Regions from separate parts of the Sus scrofa genome. Here all the other regions are linked to region 2. A link is a contact called in public promoter capture Hi-C data. All regions are on one chromosome and are shown on one strand. Each heading gives the region's core, a stretch centred on a gene start, on an enhancer-like site or on the middle of the called end of the contact. The rest is flanking DNA. Distances are from core to core; before and after follow the strand shown.

What was found. Promoter capture Hi-C pulls out the DNA fragments that hold promoters and counts their contacts.
Region 1: a promoter capture Hi-C map of liver shows a contact between it and region 2, with 4 times the contacts expected there. The contact joins the promoter of ZNF24 here to the promoter of MAPRE2 in region 2. A contact is called at or near these places in 2 of 5 promoter capture datasets (fetal liver and liver) and 1 of 2 datasets of contacts at active chromatin or transcription factors (skeletal muscle).
Region 3: a promoter capture Hi-C map of fetal liver shows a contact between it and region 2, with 3 times the contacts expected there. The contact joins the promoter of ZNF397 here to the promoter of MAPRE2 in region 2. A contact is called at or near these places in 1 of 5 promoter capture datasets (fetal liver) and 1 of 2 datasets of contacts at active chromatin or transcription factors (skeletal muscle).

Annotation. Positions count from the first base shown.
Region 1 is chr6:119,165,682-119,169,757 of Sscrofa11.1, reverse strand. It overlaps ZNF24 (zinc finger protein 24), which reads left to right and starts at 2,554. Exons shown (of 4, transcript NM_001243375.1): 1 at 2,554-2,645.
Region 2 is chr6:118,815,164-118,819,373 of Sscrofa11.1, reverse strand. It overlaps MAPRE2 (microtubule-associated protein RP/EB family member 2), which reads right to left and starts at 2,407. Exons shown (of 8, transcript XM_021096265.1): 1 at 1,802-2,407.
Region 3 is chr6:119,074,469-119,078,229 of Sscrofa11.1, reverse strand. ZNF397 (zinc finger protein 397) reads right to left here and starts at 1,435. Exons shown (of 6, transcript XM_013999293.2): 1 at 1-1,435. It overlaps LOC102163786 (a long non-coding RNA gene), which reads left to right and starts at 1,633. Exons shown (of 3, transcript XR_304095.3): 1 at 1,633-1,842.

The DNA.
Region 1 (4,076 bases), core at 1,305-3,804, 350 kb before region 2:
GCAGTTCAATTCGGCACGGGGACACAGAGGCTGAATTTCAGCAGCATCATCTGGTAGTTAACCTCTTCCACCTGGTGGGGGTTTCAGTATCTAAAAGGCAGCTCACAGGATATGGCCCAGGATCTGCAGCCCTTGAAGAGGAACTAAAAGTCCTTGCCTTTGCTTAGTTATTATTTGGTCTTATTTGACTGTTTTCCTTTGCTTCCGTATTTTTTCGCTTTTCTGATTAAACTTATTACATGACAAAAATTTTTCTACAGACAAAAGGCAGGCAGAGAACATGAGGAGGAGGGGGGAACAGACCACAGGGTTTTGCTCTTTTCAACCCGAGCTGTAAAACCCCTTGTTGCTGAGGTGCGAATGCCACTGCATCTAAGCCTTTATATAGTCTGCAGCTGGACTCCAGGCAGGTGAGGCAGAAAGCCTCATCACAACCTGGGGAAGCCAGGAGCAATGGTTCCACGACAGCCTCCTGGGAAGACAGGGAGCTGAGTGGCAAATGGCCTTGTAACAGCTCATCAGGAGCCTCTCCTCTTTCAGGAGGATCACAGGGTTTTCTGCCAAGACTCAGAGCAGCTGCTGCTCAAGCATTGTCTCTGTGGCCTCTGTGGATATGTGCAAGGTCAGCAGGCACTGGCACGGAGGTTTTCCCTACATTCAGGTTGCCCAGAGGAACATGATGCTCTATCTTGACTATATCTTTAAGATAGCAACAGAGGTCACCATTCAGGAAAGAGCTCACCTAGTAGGGCTCAGAAGGATGGTGTTTCAAAGTGGGTGTTGGCAGTCCCGGCCCTCAAACGAGCAAATTAGAGAGGAAAACTTCATGGTGGTTTCCATTTACTCTCTCAGAAAAAAATTAAAAGTGACAGAATGAACACCAGGCAAAGAGTTTCGTAAAATCTTGCATTTTTAACCTCCCCAGATATGTCTGTTTGATGTGTATATTTTTTGTTTTCCAACATTAATTAGATGTTAAAAAACCTCTTAAAGCAAAGCAAAACAAAAATGCCTTGAGCTAGCTTTTAGAGTCACAAAAGACGGAAAGGTTGGGAAGAGCAGCCAAGCAGGTTGGTGGTAGTAGCCAAGTAGAAAAGAGAAAAAAAAAAAAAGTCTGGATTTCAGAAACCTCCTAAAAAAGAAAGAGAAGAAGGGCCATCAGAAGTAGCAGGTGTTCTGGGGAGGCAAAATCCTGGTCAGAGAGTAAAGTAGTGCTATGGGATCATCAGCTGACTCACTTGCGCTCTCATTCATGAATTCAGCAGAGCCTAAGGGCACTTTGCAAAGGGCACTCTGAAAGAGGCAGAAAGCTGAAGCCTGAAGATCTTGGAAGGCTGCTGGAAGGCTGGACCTGTACTTCTAACATAGACCTTAAACAACAGGGCTCTTTTGTGTGGTTCCTGATGCTGAACATGTGACCTAGCAAAGGCAGCAATGTGACCAGCCCACATTTCATTCATTTATTCAACAAATATTTATTGAGTTCTCTATGTACCAGGCAGTCAGCATCCCGGGACTACATGGGAATACTGTGGTGAACAAGACAGGCAAGGTCCCTGCCCTTATGGGACTTACAAACAAAACGAAATAAAACAAAAACCAGTGAAATGAATACATAAGATCACTTCTACCCAGTGCTATGAGCGTGAGAAGGCTTCCAGGAGGAAGAAATGGTCAGGAAGGCTGACGATTGCCAGCCACAACAAGGCTAAGAGCTGGGGTGTGGGGGTAAGGTGGGGGCAGGGAAAAACCACAGGGGGCCTTACAGGCCAATGTAAGCAGTTTTTAATGTCATAATTAATGCAGTAGGGATCCACTGAAGGCCTTTAAGTAGGGGCATTAAGTGGTCTGATTTATGTTTTTAAATCACTTTGGCAGCTGTTTTGTAGTATGAAATGTCAAGCCTAAAGTCAGAAGATAACCATGCATTCTGCAAATTCACTCTGCGATCATTGCCAAAGCTCTTGATTAAGAGTCTCATCTTGTTTCCCTGACAAATTAATTAGTCATAATAAAGCTCTATAGCACAGCAAATGGTAGCCAAAGGTTAGAGTCATGCCTTGGCTTCAAATCTTGCTTCGTACTTACTAGTTATGTATTCTCCGCAAGCTATTTACTTGAGCCTCAATTACCTCAGCTGTGAAATGGGGATAATAAAAGTTCTTACATCATAGGGTTTTCACGAAAATTAAATTACAAGACATGTAAACCACGGTGACAGAACCTGGTACAACGTGGTTAGCACACATAAATATTAGCTTTTGTTACTTCTTTCAGAGGATTACTGTGAAGATCACATGAGATAATGCATGTGAAAAGACTTATGACACCGTAAAGACTACATTAGTGGCAGAATTTTTTCTTTCCTTTCCTGGTCTTTTAAGGGGAACACAGAAGACTGGGCTAACCAGGGGAGAGAGGCGTGAGGCCAAGCGCAGCCTCAAAGCGGTCATTGTAGTTGGACAGCCCTTCCCCCAGCCCGGAGCGCATCTCTATGGCAACGCGGGGCTTCGCCTACCCCCCGCCTCCTGGGGCCCACAGACCGGAAGCAGTCTGCGCCGGGGGCTTCTGGGAAACGGCTTGTGAGCGGCGGCGTTTCTGCGTCGGCCGTGGACAGCGAAGCGGTTGCAGTTCCCGAGCTTGAGGTTTGCGCGAGAGAGGGGGGAAGAGCGTGCGAGGGAGGCTGGGCTAGAGGCTGTGGTCCGCTTGGCAAGAGTTAGCGAAAAAGCTTGGCGGTGACCTTCCTTGGCTTCCCGGGAGGCGCGGGGGACAGGCCACGGTCTCAGCGCCCAGCAGCTGGGAGACAGGGAGGGATAGACAGAAAGCCAGATAGGGCTTTCGGCACCCTTGGAGAGTCCTCCCTTCCTTGTGCCTTCCGCGACCCCCGCCTTCCCCCCTCCCCCATCGGCCGGTTTTGTTCTATTTCGAGGCCCTGGCATCTCGCGGAGGGTTCTGGGATTCTTTTCGGGTGGAGGGGGGTGGGCGGTCCTCCGCCGTGGCTGCCGGGACTTGTAGTTTGGCCGGCCTCGAGCGGAAGTGCCGTGACTCCGGCGCTGTTGAGGCTAGGTGGCCTCTGGTCTTCCGAAAGCCGCAGCCGGGAGTGTGGAGAGAAGAGGGGCTGGAGTGGTCTGGTGGGGGCCGGGTTCGCCACGGCACTCCGCTGAGTGAGTGGGAAGGTCGCGTGGGACAGGACTCCCTGCGCAAACCTGGTTGGGACTGCGGGTTCGCATTCCCCGCACCTCCTCACGTCCCATCGGCAGGGTGCTGTATGAAAACGTAAAGGGGAGAGAAATTTTATTTTTCTAGAGTGTTTGAGCCAATGGTAAGGTAGGGTTTTGGAATAGGAACAAACGAATACTGTTGGCTAAACCTTGTTTATAAGGCCGCCACACTCCAGAGTGCTTAAACAAACCTGTATGTATATTACTTGGTAAGATTTTTTTCTGATACCTAGACTTGATAGGTTTACAGGAAGTTTTGGGCAGTTACTGACTTTCAGATTCCGGGCCCTGAATAGATAATATTGAGTAACTGCATGGCTTGTTCCCAGTAGGTGTTTTAAACAATGGCATAGGCATGACTGTGCAAATACTAAGGAAAGGATCAGAAATAGCCCAAGGTTTCCCTGAAGGTAGAAGCTGGGGAGATTGTGAGTCATCCAGTGTAAGGATTAGAGTCTGCGCCACTGTGGGAAGTCAAGGTGTTATGAGAGTCCCTTTTCTTCATAGAATTTGCTATGATTAATGCCCACATTACAAATTGAAAGGTACTTATGGTGTCTCGGGTGACTGAATAATATTTGAATTTTATGGCACCTAGTGGTTTTTTTCAACATCATGTATCTGTTATTGAGCAGGTGAATATTTTTTTCATGTATATTTTAGTCCAGGGAGTTCTTAAACATTTTAAAACTATTTCTTAGCCCTGAAAAAAAAAAATTGTCAAAATTTTTTAAGCAGGTGCTAAAAAAGATACCCCTCCTTTTGAGGTGACTCAGGTGTGTCAGGTTACACCGGTATTGAATTGCAAATAATGTGTTCCATTTAGATAACACCGAGATAGGCAAGTTTTGTAGA
Region 2 (4,210 bases), core at 1,158-3,657:
GCAAGTGAAATCTGCCAGTTAAGCTTACCTAGGACCACCATGTGTGCTCGCAAACCTCCTTTCTTGAAGATCTACCTGCAAACCCTAAGTCATATCTTAATTAATTTGACAGTACAGAATACTAGCAAGGCAAGGGACATTTCCAGAAGGGACACTGGCTAGACAATGACCCCCGTCCCCCTCCTCCCTTGCTTGCTAAACTTAGCTAAATTTAGTGCTTAAACGAAGTGTCTCAAACATTGCTATTCTTCCGGTTACCTTTTGATCTCTGTTCTGTTTCATTCCACAGTGTCTCCTTCGGCAAATCTGTAAGGCTCAGGACCTTCAGACTGAAGCAGGTGCTGCTGTGTCAAAGCTGCTGTGTCAAAGCTCAATCGAGACAGAATTGCACGCTTCACCTCGCTGGGACCAAGCTGCCGCCTGGCAATGCGGCCCCAGGGCAGATACTATGCTAATCAAGAAAGTTCTTCCGTCTCCTCGCGGGCGGGCGGGTGCAGGTTTGAACACTTAACCCTTGATTTTACGCGACTGCGCTATAGTGCGTCTAGTGACCTCCTCTTGCCTGGAGGCTCTGGACCACGTTCCATGTTTTTGGCCTAGGAGAGGACGTGCGCAAGTGCTGAAGAAAGCCCGCAGGAGGGGACAGCAGTGTTGGCTGGTGCTGGCGTGAAGGGACGGCTAATGTTCAGAATATTAATTACTCCACGCGCTACTGACCCGGCCGAGGACTTAACAGAAGGGGGCTGGGGGTTAAGACAAAGGCTCCTCCCGATCAAATGGCTGCAGCGCCCCTGCCACCGAGGTTACAGCTCTGCCCCCTGACTGGGCGGCCCTCGGTACGGAACTGGCAAAGTGATTCAAGGGATGACCAACTCTACTGGCCCTTTCGAGGTCTGATAAGTCTGCATTACCGAGAGCTCCTGGTTCGGAGGGGAGGGTCTTTTCTGTGCCCACCCCTCCTGCATGCCCTTTATGAAATATCTGGTCACTGTCCAGCCCTTCTAAGGGTGGGTTGAAGATTTTCTTACGGAAACAAGAGTGGGGAGTCGCTAAGTAGCCCTCTCCCTGCACTCAGGGTGCTCCCTGAAGAAGAACCACTTCAGCTCAGAATAATCTGCTTTCTTTCCACCCCAGCCGGCTTCAGCGTCCCGGGCGCCGGGAGCACAAGCCGGAGCCGGAGTCCAAGTGGGTAGAGGTGAGGCTGGAGGAGAAGCCCGGGGCGCGCGGCAGAGGTCCAAGGTTTGATCCCCAGCCGGCGGGCTCCGATGCGCCGCACTTCCTGATCCGTCCCGAAGCTCGCAGCCCCTGCCAGCGCCCCCAGTTCCCAGTTCCGGGGCCCCAACTCTGGCGCCGCCAGGTCCGCGCGCTGCGGGCGCCCACTCTCAAGACCCCCTCTTTCACCAGCGCCGTGTCCCTGTCCTGGCCAGCTCAGCCCTGACCGCCCCCCCCCCCCCCCGCCACACACACACACACACCCCGGCCCCAGCCAGTCCACTTTGCCTTTGCCAGCGTGGCAGCCCTGATTCCCTCCCTTTTCCTGGGGTGCGCAGTACTGAGGCCCCAAAGAGGCGATGCAGCCTGCAGGAGGGCGGCGGGTGCACACCCGGGGGCCGCGGCGCCAACCCCTGCACAACTTCTTGCGGGGCTCAGAGACCCCCGGTCCCGCGCTCTCCGCCATCGGCGGACTGCACCCCCAGCGGCGGGAGGGGGCGCGGCCAGAGCGGGGCCTGGGAGGTACAGCGCCAGGGCTGGGGGGTCGGGGTGCGCTAGGGCGGTACCGCTTTAAATGCACTTGACTCACCTGCTCCGGCGCTGCCGCCTCCTTCCACTACTGACAGCTGGGGGCTTTGTTTTCTCCACCCACCCGGCCCGCTGCGCTCCGCCCCCACTGCCACACGTGACTCGCCGTCTGCTGTCGCCGCTGCTACTCCGCGGGGCCACCGGACAGCGCGGGGCCCGGGTAACCTCTGCCTGGGGGTGCAAGGAGTAGGTGGGAACAGCCGACGAGAGCCCGGGCAGGTCCGAGGGGACTCGCCAAAGGGTCAGTTGGAAGGTGGAACGCTGGTTAGGGCCCTGGGAAGCCAGGGTGAGTTGGTGACAAGGACTAAAGTGCCAGACAGTGAAAGAAGCTGAGTTGTTGAGCCCCACCCGAGAGGGAGGAGGCCGGCTCGGCTTAGAAAGGAGGCTTGAGGAGGCAACCCCATACCCTGAATTAAGTACCGGTAACTGGGGACCTGCACATCACTGCCTTTGACACCAAGTGTTTGTACTCAGACCTGGGGAACAGTTGATACTGAGGAGCAAACGAGTTCTGTCATGAACATTAGTAATTAAACCATGCCATTCTAAGCTGAACAATATGATAAACAAGGTAATAAATAATAGCAAGTTCTATTGAAGTTTCAAATCTGCTTGTTGGTGCCGATGATATTTGGCTTCTATTTGGAAAATGGAATCCAGGCTGGAGAAGCTAACTCCGGATTATTGATGTGGGCACTTGTCCATTTGGAACAGCGCCTAGTTTTAATGAAATGAATTAAGAAAATGTTCTAGCTTCAAGACGCAGCTCAGTATCTGCTGCTTTTGGAAGTGGTCCTGACCTTTGCTGATCTATAGTGTTTGAAACTGCAAGAACCTGTTATCTGAATCCTTCCTTTTGCCCTGGAGAACAAATATACCTTTGTGCCCCCCCTACACACACCCAATTGCAACACTGGGGAAAGATTGTCCCCATGTCCCTAGCATTCATTAAAGCAAAGTCTGCATAGTGGAATGACTTAGCACTGTGCTTTCCAAACTTTAATGCGCAGAGCTATCACTTGGAGACCTTGTTAAAGCCAAATTCTGATTGAGTGGGCCTTAGGTTGGATCTGAGATTCTGTAGTTTGGCAAACTCTTACGTAACATCAGTGCTGCTGGTTTGAGGTCCACACTTTGAGTAGCAAGGCTCCAAGCACCCTTTAGCAGTGGCCAGCCTATTCTGAGTCCTCACTGCACCACTTAATAGCTTTGTGACCTTGGGAAGTGTCTTGATATTTGAACCACCATTTCTGTAAAATAGGATGATACCAATATCTTGAAGATTAAATGAGAAAACCCATTTAATGTGTGCCTAGCACACACACCTAGGGTTTGACAAGTGTTAGCTGATTAGCTCTTGGGGTCATCTTTGCAGAAGTGAAGCTGGCACGAAGTCCAGCATATTGGCAGGGGGAGTGGTGTGTGAAATGGGCACAGGGGATGAGATAGCCAGCCTGCAAAATAACTACTGTATGCCCAAATCACCTAGCAAGGGCCAAAAGGGTAGAATAAGTTTGTTGCATAAATGAACAACTACGATGAAGAGGAAATCATCCATGTTTAAAAGTTCTGTTTCTTCTGTAAAACTTTAAATCTTGATAGATATTTTTGGGACACTGAATTAAATCATTTTGCTTTTTATTACAGATAATGTCCAGTTGCCTGCTGGATGGGTAATCCATTTTAATATCTGAGTGAATAAATGGACTGTATGGAGTAGTGCATTTTTTATCCTCATTAAAAACCCTGAAATTGAAATTGAAATGAATTTATTAATGAAGATATGGTATTCTTAGCTCTCAAAATGAATGGGTATTTTCATCAAAGTTCTCACATTTCCCTTTCTTGCTTCTCCAGTCTCTGCCTCAATCCTCCCCCCCTCCACCCCCATCATTGTTTCCTAAGACTCATTTCTTGGCTTTTTATTTTTCTCACTTTCTATCATTTCCCTTGGAAATTTTATTCATATCTTATGCTCAGCTTTCAAGTGTGTGGAGATTACTTCTGAATCTATACCCACATTCTTGACCCATGTCCAAGCCCCATTTCTGGATTACCAATTACTTGCTAGGCACTTCCACTGAATTTCCCACTCTCCTAGGAGTTTCGGTGTGTTCTAAATTAAACTCCTCTCTCTTCTCATATAACTGATACCTCCTTGGTAATAAATCAAAGTGATTATTTGCATTGGAAAGCCCTCAGTGCTAATCCAGGGACCTGGCAGGGATATGGCTCACACAGCATGACTGTCCTAGCTACCTTCTGGCTGTTTCCAGATATTTCTGTGAGACTTTCCTTCAACACTGACTGGGGCCAACACACACATAAACATCGCTTACTGGTATAACAGCCACATACGTAGCTGTGGGCTGCTGCATAAATGGTGATCAGGGTGAATTGAGCTGGCGCA
Region 3 (3,761 bases), core at 186-2,685, 260 kb before region 2:
CATACTCCCACCCCCAAGGGCATATGGTGTTCCCAGGCCAGGGATCAGATCCAAGCCAAAGTTGAGACCAATGCTGCAGCTGTAGCAACACTAAATCCTTAACCCACTGTGTGGGCCAGGGATCAAACCCGCATCCCAGCACTCCAGAGAGGCTGCTGATCCCATTGTGCCACAGTGGGAACTCCAAGAATGCAATATTAACATGAATCACATGTTGGGAAATTTCCTTTTCAATTCCTTTTCAGTTCTGAATGCATAAAGGAGAATAATCTGTCAAACTTGCCAAATTCCTTTTCATTTTTATAATTTTTTTTGTCTTTTTAGGGCTGAACATACGGCATATGGAGGTTCCCAGGCAAGGGGTCCCCTACACCAGAGCCACAGCAACACCAGATCCGACCCGAGTCTGCGACCTACACCACAGTTTATGGCAACACCAGATCCTTAACCCACTGAACCCAAAACCTCATGGTTCCTAGTCGGATTCGTTTATGCTACGCCACGATGGGAACTCCTGAACTCCTTTTTAAATAAAGTATAGGCCTCACACTTCCATGGGTAACGGTATCAATTTTGTTAAAATTGATTTTTAGTTACCTTCTACCTAAGCAAATAATACTGCTTTTCATTTAAAGCTGTAATAAAAATTTTTTTAAAAATCTGTATTACACATGAGTAGATTTAAATAAAAACGTTGTTAGGCATTTGCCATTTGATCAAATTTAGTATTTAATGCATTTTTCCAACAAACAATGAGGCACTGAGGCTCTGTCCTGAGCTGGGTATTAGAACACAAAGGTTTTTGTTTGTGAAGGTATTTGCTTGGGTCTACCAAGAAATTAACCAAGAAGTTTTTGTTAAATGCTTACCATGTTCTCAAAAACATGTCAGATATTACAGAGACACAAAAGCAAAAAGGTTAATCACAACTCTCAAAAAGCTTAGGATATACGGTGGTAAAAATTTTAAAAAGTGAAATATGGCAAAAGTAATTGTGTTTTAAATTTTGTAATATAGATCGAACATGATCTGATTTTTGGATGGGAGAATATTGACTGAAGGGTATGCCCTTGAATGAACAGGACAGATCCGCACAATTTAACCCTAACACTACAGTTAGCTTTAGAGATCTGATTATTTAGCTGATAAATCTGTGGTTTATTAACCAGCCCTGCCGCGCTAGCCCTTCTATTTCTACATCCCGGTAAAGTCACAGCAACTGGCGAAGTGAAGAGGGAAAAACTGCCCTTTCCGCAGGAAAGCAGGGTCTTGAGTGTTGGCCTCCTATGAGCTCCCAGGAGGCTCAAGAGACGCTGCCCGGAAAAGGTGCCGAGACCCGGGGATGAGCAGGCCGAAGAGCGGGGCTTCTCCACCCGGCGCCCGCCGGCCCGGCCGCGTGCCTTCCCCCCACCCCCTCCGTCTCGGGTCCCGCGTCCCTCACCGCGAAGCAGAGGAGCGGCCAGGGAGCAAGCCCCGGACCTGCAGAGGCGAGCGACAAAGACCGGAAGTGCGCCCCGGCAGCCTTCCGCTCGCCCGCCCTCCTGAGGTCCGTCCGTCCCCGCCCCATGCTCAGAGGCAGCCAATCAGCGCGTTGACTCCGCCCTTCCCACCGCCTTCCCCAGGTGGCCGTGGTCCCGCCGAGCGTCGACGCCGAGGCAAGAGTGAGCTAGCAGCTGGGGTTTCTTTAGGAGGCCGTCACACCCAGAGGGCACCTCTGTTCGGCCGCCTCTTACCCTAGCTTTCTTTCACCGCCACCCGCCCGCCGTACTTGGTGTCTTCTCACTTCTGAGTCATTTCACCTCCAATTTTTCAGAAAAGATTTCGGATTTTCCTGTAATTCCTGTGAGTTTGCAGTACTTAACGACAGAAGTAGATGCGTGGATGAAGGGACTGAACAAAAAGTAGAAACCGCTTATATTGCTCTTCCGTGGGCCTATTTGAACCTTACAACGCTCGTGCTGTAGCTATAACATACCCATTTTACAGACGTAGACACTGCCCAAAGTCAAGCAGCTCGTGCCCAGAGATGCCAAAATTGTAGTTCAGGGACACCCTGGGATTTCAGACTTTGTGCCTCTAACCAGGGTTTTCCCATTTTTCACTGAGGCTAGCGCACTTTGTCTTAGTGTTTAAATTTTTATTTGGCCATTCAGTAGCTTTAAAAATGATGCCTCTTGTTGGTTTAACTTGCATTTCCTTTAAGTTAGGGAGCTTGAGGTTATATTTCCCTCATGTTTATGGACCATTTATGGTTCTTCAAGGAAATGGCGTTTCCCATGTTTAAAATTGAGTTGTTACTATTTTTCTTTTGTATTTGCAAGAATTTTTTACTTGCTAAGGATATGGACTCTTCATTTGTTACAAATATTTTCCCGTTTTTGTATTGTAAATGTTAGTAGAAGGTGACACAGAAATTCTCCTTTGTGAGCTAAGACAAAACACATTATTATTATTATTCATTAGCATTCAGAGTAGCTCACTAATTCTTAACTGTTGTGAACAGACTATAGCAATTTTACCAAACAAGAGAACAAATAATACTACCTTGTGTTTCAGCTGTTGCTGCCTAACAAACCACTGCAGTACTTAATGACTAAAAACAGCAGGTGTGTTTTATTGCTCACAGGTCTGTGCTCTGGGATTCAGGCAGGGCTTAGCAGAGATGGCTAGCCATGCTTTCTGAGGTGCCGACTGCTTAACTTGATCAGAACTGGAAGGTGCAAGATGGTGTCTCACATTGTTGTGGACTTGGTGCTGCCTTTTGGCTGGAGTAACTCGATCGTCCTCCATAAAGCTTCTCGCCATGTAATCTCTAATCATTCAGGAGTTAGCCTAGGCTTTCTTACAGGGTCCTGGTTCCTTCCTTCCTTCCTCTCTTTCTTTCATGGCCACACCTGTGGCTGATGGAATTTCCCAGGCTAGGGATCAAATTGGAGCTGCAGCTGCCAGCCTACACCACAGCCACAGCAATGCCAGAGCCAAGCCACACCTGCAATCTACACTGCAGCTCACCGCAATGCCAGATCCTTTAACCCACTGAGTAAGGCCAGGGATGGAACACACATCCTCATGGACACCAGTCAGCTCTTAACCTGCTGAACCACAATGAGAACTCCTTGGGTCCTGGTTTCCAACACAGTGAAGGAGGAGGGGAAGAGGCTTGTTCTCTTAGGACCTGGGACCGGAACTGGCATTATATTACTTCTGTATTCTGTTGGCAGGACTAGACTCATGGAGGGAAGGGTATTGAAATAGACTCCACTTTTTAATTGGAAGAGCAGCTTCAACGTAGGCAACTGAGGCCGTTATTATTGCATTCAGTCTACCACACCTTGTTATATTGAGAAGCTTACTGTTCAGGAATGGAACTGTTGAGAGAGAAGAAATGCTCTCAATTGCAGTAATAGAAAACCTTACTAAATGTCCTTAATGTTTAAGCCTTTTTACTACCTAACAGCTACATGCATGGAAGTAAGGTCATCCCAGGATTGGTTAATTTAATGGCTTGACAAGAACCCAGGTCCCTTTCCTCTTTTTGCTCCTCCACCTTTAAGTATGTTGACTTTTCTTCCAGTCTGCCAGTCTGGCTTCCTTCATGGTCCTAAATGTCTGTCTTAGCTCCAGATTACAGATGATATCCAGAGGCAGGAAGAGGGAACACCCTTATATTCTGGCCTTTTTTAGACTAAGGAAATTCCCTCCACCCAATAGGTTTTCCATGGTATCTCATTAGTTAGAATTGCTTCACTATCTGTGTCTAT